Regions from separate parts of the Rattus norvegicus genome. Here region 1 is linked to region 2. The links are chromatin contacts, called in public Hi-C maps. All regions are on one chromosome and are shown on one strand. The core of a region is the stretch at or near the end of the contact, and the rest is flanking DNA. Distances in the headings are between cores, read along the strand shown. Region 1 holds the start of E2f8 (E2F transcription factor 8). Region 2 has its middle 36 kb from the start of Zdhhc13.

What was found. A called contact is a pair of places that touch in the nucleus more often than the background predicts.
Region 1: a Hi-C map of kidney shows a contact between it and region 2, with 4 times the contacts expected there. The contact joins the promoter of E2f8 here to the enhancer-like site in region 2. A contact is called at or near these places in 10 of 12 Hi-C or Micro-C datasets (the A7r5 cell line, Schwann cells, frontal cortex and 6 more).

The regions. Positions count from the first base shown.
Region 1 is chr1:107,718,585-107,721,340 of GRCr8, reverse strand. E2f8 (E2F transcription factor 8) reads left to right here and starts at 1,332. Exons shown (of 13, transcript NM_001100580.2): 1 at 1,332-1,690; 2 at 1,958-2,081. The coding sequence starts at 2,067.
Region 2 is chr1:107,586,150-107,588,913 of GRCr8, reverse strand. No RefSeq gene overlaps it. Among named protein-coding and RNA genes, the nearest start is that of Zdhhc13, 36 kb to the left of the region's middle. Within about 2 kb of position 1,458, at least 1 of the 93 cell types and tissues checked has an H3K27ac peak or open chromatin away from gene starts, as enhancers often do. A contact at or near this core is called in kidney, where this site is marked.

The sequences.
Region 1 (2,756 bases), core at 83-2,582, 130 kb before region 2:
TTTTGGACGAGTTGGTCTCCTAACTCTAAAGTTCCCTGGACCCATTCAATATACCAGGCCAATGTCAGGAGGCTCATAAAAGGAAAAGCAAGGAAAAGGAAGAAAAGCGGGAAAGAGCAAAGAGAAGGGATTGGAAGACACAGGACACTGGGGACAGGCTTGGCGGGTTTTCTGAGCTTCTCTGCCTCCTCCCACACCTGCGTGTTCAGAGATCCGCCGTGGGATCCGCTCTTTCCTCCTCACACGTTTTTTGTTTTGTGTGTGTGTGTGTGTGTGTTTGTTTCTTTTCTTTTTTTCTGGAAGCCGTGGGTAGAAGCTGCTGAGCAGTCATGCAAAGGGTGGCAGAGGGAAAAGTGTCGCTAGGGTCCAGAGGGCAGGTGAGCAGACCCGGGGCTGCGCACGGGTTGACGTGGCACCAAGCTGGGGATGGCGGGGAGCCCTCGAGTCCCAGCCAGCCAGCCCTGGAGAAGCCAAATTTCATCCCCCCAACTTCGATCTCGGATAAAGGGTGTTTGCAAAAAGAAAAGAGAAAAAAAAAAAAAGGAAAAGTTTTTGAGGACTTTTCCCCAAGTCTGGTTGTAGGCGGGGTCGGAGGGCGGTGCCTACAGTCTGATTCGCCGCGGCGGCAGTGCAGAGGCGCGGATTGGCGCACGGGGCCCCGGGCCGGGAGAGCGGGCGTGGGGGGAGGGGAAGCTCCGCGCCCGCGGGAGCGGCTCGCGCCGGGAGCGGGTTAATTTCAAATCGGGGGCTAGACTGCTCCGGGACGGCCACGCTCCCGCGGCCCGCCCTCCGGCCCCCCAGTCCCGGCCCTGGTGCCGCCCTCTGGCACCCACCTCTGCGCGGCGGGGCTAAGCGAGTCTCCTTGAGACGCGCTGGCTCCCTGAGACGCGCAGCCAGAATTCGGGGCCACCCCGGACCTTCAGCCCTGGAGGAGGATTGACAGGTGAGCAGGGAGCAGACTGTCGCGGCGGAGCTGCGGGATCCCGGGAAGGCCAGGGTAAAGGCGGCCGTTTCCCGCCTCCCGCCCCGCCGGGGCCCGTGGGGAGGAGCCGAGCTCCCGCGCAGAGGACGGGGGAGGGGCTCGCCCGCGCTCCAGCCCCGCGCACTCGGGGGCGGTGCCAGCTACGGTCCCGCTTTCCGCGCCAAATTTTTAAATCGAAGGCGGAAGGTCCGGCCCCGCCTCGGGGACCACTGGCCAATCGCAGGCCTTCGCGGGGCTTACTGATTGGCTAGGAGCCGTCGCCCTGGAAACCGGGAGATGCTGTCTGGCGTCTCCCAGGGGCGGTGCAGTTGGCAGGGAGGAGGAGCCAGTGCTTGCGCCGGGCGGGAAGCGGGCTACTACGGGGGACTGTACCTGGGACCCGGAGCGCAGCTTACCGTACGCCTTGGCGTCGCGGTGATTTCGGCATCTAGTGAACCCCTACCTCGCCCTAGTACTTCGCGTGTTGAAAGAAGCCTAAAAAAGGAGGTCCGAATCCCAAAGCTCTCTGTAAATGCCCCGTCCTGCGCTTAGAGCGCAGAGACTGAATTGGAGGGTTGTTCTCAGGCCACTTCCCAAGTCCTTCCCTCTGAGCCTGTGCACGTGTGTGTCAGGCGAGAAACTTCAGGATCTCCCCCGATGCAGGCTCGGTGTGCGCTCCTTCGGAACCCGGGCTCGTGCGCTCAGTCCGCAGCCCGGATCAGTGCACAGGTGGGTGCTTGCTACAGCCATCTCTGAAGGTGAGGGAGGACTGTCACTGCAGATTCTGTGTTTGCTTGAAGTCTCGTGACAGAAGGGTTTGATGGAGGAATTTACTGCAGTCTGTTGGCGCGGTCTGCCTAGAGGCGCTGTCTGCCCTCGAGGGGGGCAAAAATAAACCTGGTTTGTCATTTTTTTGTTTCTTTGTTTCTGGGGCTCTTGTGTACCGGCTCTTTTCCATCGGCTCTTAATTCTCGCTTTACTTTTTTTCCCTTTAAGGGTAGTAAAAATCTTTAATCGATTGGACTACTTAAACCATTGGAATTTGGGGAGGAACTTCAGATTTTTCGTTTTTAAAGACACACTAAATGTATGAGGAATCGACAAAATGGAGAACCAAAAGGTATTTTTAAAGTTCAGTCTACATTGTTGCAATGTCAAATGAAGTATCATCCTGAGTTTTTCCTTAATAAGTTTTCGTTAAGTTTTTCCTCTGATAGTCATGAATGCTGTATCTTTTTGGTTAACTTTTACAGAAATCCAGAAGGAAATTTTAAAGTAATCTTTCTGTTTCAAAAGTTTAGTGTAAATTTCACATAGATGGGGGAAGTTGGGTTTTTTTAAGTACTTTAAAAAATAACATTTATATATTATTTATATGAGCCATTGGAATTCAGAAAGGTCATAATTTGATATTGGATTTCTTTGTAAGATAACATTCAAAATGTCAGCCTTTTAACCTACTGGGCCTCGGAATGCTGTTTATGACAAATCTCCCGGAAGCTTTTAGATGTTAGCTAAATACTGTCCTTGGCAGTTTTCACTGAAACCCCATCCTTGGGTCAGCACCTCCTGAGGGCACCATACTAAACCGAAAATTCAGGTGCCAGCCCCATGCGACCTCACTCTGCCTGGCGTCCTCTTTTGCTAAGCAGCAGATTCGGCAGAAACACACACTGGAGGGCACTTGATGAGCCCTCAGTTTCATGATTGTAGTAGGGGATTGTTAACCCGGGCTCCTAAAGTTGCTGAGGAAACAGTGGGTCTCTCTGTTCGCTGAGTTGCTGCTTTCCACGTT
Region 2 (2,764 bases), core at 209-2,708:
ATTTCTTTCAGGGTCCCCTCAACAATGACATTGAAGATTAGAACCTGCTGGTTATGGCCCGTTTATGAACCACTTACGCGTGGAAGGGCCCAGGCCTCTTCAACTGGCTGAGGTTGGGAAAGGGAAAGCTGACTGGAGAGCCACTAAGCGTTCTCTGCAGATCTCCTCCACAACTCAGACTTTCGCCAATACCCTGTCGGAACCTGGAGGAGGAAGCTGTGCTTCTGAACCACTAGGATTATGGACGATTAAGTCATTCTTGAGGGTGTGCCCAGAGTCCGCCAAGAGAATGGCAGCATCTGACACAAGCAACAGCAAAGGTAACTCAGAGGTCATTGTGCCAGTTGCCCCAGGCAGGCATTTCTTTGGCCCCTCTCTCTCTCTCTCTCTCTCTCTCTCTCTCTCTCTCTCTCTCTCTCTCTCCCTTCCTTCTTTCCTTCCTTCCTTCCTCCCTCCCTCCCTCCTTCCCTCCCTTCCTTCTTCCCTCCCTCCCTTCCTTTTGCATTTGCATTCAATATTGCTAAATTCAGTGGTGTCCCTTATTATTCATGGAAAGAATGCTTACTTTAAAACTTGCCTGAATTGTCTGAACTCCATTTGAACAACTCACTCACTCTGTGACATTTGAAAGCTCTCCTATGAGAACTTTCTCTTGGGGACCTTTGAGTTCAATAAATAAGGCTTGTAATAAAACATTGGAGAAAACCGAGGCTTTTTTAATTTTTAACTTTTATTGGATACTTTTTAATTTACATTTCAATTGTTATTCCCTTTTTCAGTTTCCTGTCCGTAAGTCCCCTATCCTCTCCCCCTCTCCCTTCTTATGAGGGTGTTCCCCCTCCCCAACCTCCCCCTTCCTGCCCTGACATTCCCCTACATGGGGGCTGGGGTTCCAGCCTTGGCAGGACCAAGGGCTTCTCCTCTCTTTGGGCTTTCTGGATACAACACCCCTGGTTATGAGCATCTTCGGATCATTGTTCACTTGCTCCAGAGTGCTATCCTCCGGCTCCAGCCATCATCCATCTCTGAGTAATTCTCACCAGCTGCTATGGGGGTCTGTCCTCTGGAACTACAGGGATGTATGTACCTCTCCTCAGAGCCACTGGTGATGGCAACATTATCCAAGGTGAAATCCTCCCCCTTAGGGAGGTATGGGAGAGAGTACTGCTTTAGGCCTCAGAAAGACTTAGCTTTAAACCTTACCTCAACAACTCATTCACTCTGCGACTAAGAAACTCAGCCTCTCTGAGCCACAGTATAGCCATCCATGAATCAAGTTCAGACGTCTCTGGCATTGTGAAATTGTGACCTTTGTCCATCATGGGCACTCAAAACCAACGCAAAACCCCACATTATCTTCCCGTGTCAAGATCCACTCATTTTCAAACAGTTACCTAGTGTTTACTTATTTACTTATTTTGCCCAGTACTTTGCTCGGTGCTAAGGACTAGACTAGAAAATGGAATGTGGTGTCACACAGACCCACATTCTCACCCAAACTTCCCCCTGACTGGGCTACTGATGGAGAGAGCAGACTGACTGTGGATCCCAGCATTCTCCTCTCCGAGCCTTGTGCCTTCCTGGGTCTTTCTAAGTCCACCCTCACCCTACATCTCCTCTGTACAGGGATGCTGTGGGACAGTGTGAGGTGGGGTTTATGGAGGTGTTGTCCCAGCTTCCTGGTGGAGCTTGGGGATACTGCAAGAGGCCATCACAACATCAGGGGGCAGGGAGGCTGAATACAAAGCGAACCTTATGGGGAGCACAAGATGGGGGCATTTTACTTTGGGAATTTAAAGCAAATTCATTCCTATGTCATTTTATTGCTCTAAGTGCTAGACCCAGGATGGCTTCCTCCGTTTACCTTCTTCCCAGAGAAGCAGACTTTGTATGTGGAGGGACAAAGTTCCATCTCTGTGGCTGGGCCGTGGATATTTAATGAATGCCTTTCCCATTAAGGATGAAAACTGTACCAGTCAGACATTCTCAATTGCAGCCGAAGAGTCCAGTCCTGTCTCTGGCTCTAAGAAACCCTCATTAGTCTATGATGGCTACTAGCTGATGGTTTTGATGGTGCAGGCACTCAGCCTGCAGTTGGGAGAGAGGGAGTGTCTTACCTTCCTTGAGAGTTAAGAAGGGCAGCGATGGGACTCAGGGTTGGTCGGTCTTCTGCCGTCAGCTTAAGTCTAAGGCAGTCACACAGACTGGAGGGTGTGAAGGAAGCTGTTGGCAGGAGATGGTTCAGGAGGCACAAGGTCACCTTGAAAGCTCCAGGCAGAACAGCTCTGAGCCCACTTCCTAGTGGCCATGCCTGCGTCGGGAACTGCTCAGAACCGACTCTTTGTCAGTTGTGCTCTCTGAGGGACTGAAAGGCAGCAGTTGACAGAGTTGTCAAAATGGATCCTCATCTTTCTCTTTGAGCAACTGGACCTTGAGAGGAGCAGGTGGAAGGAAGCAGAGTCTGGTTTGGTCCCACTCTCAGACACCACACAAACTCTTACCCATTCCTGCTCTGGATCTTATAGAAAGACAAAGCTGTGCTTTGTAACAGGGGTAAGTCCCAGGACACTGGGGGAACCATGGATTCTGGTGCAGGGATGTGGGAACAGCCTGAGAGGTAAATGTCTTATGAGCCACTAAGTGAGGCTGAAGCAGTGTCTGGATTCTCAGACACAGACACACGAGAAGAGCCTCTTTTGGAACACACTTTCCAACTCACAGGACAGACTTTAAGGCAGGACAGCCATGCCAGCACGAAGACAGA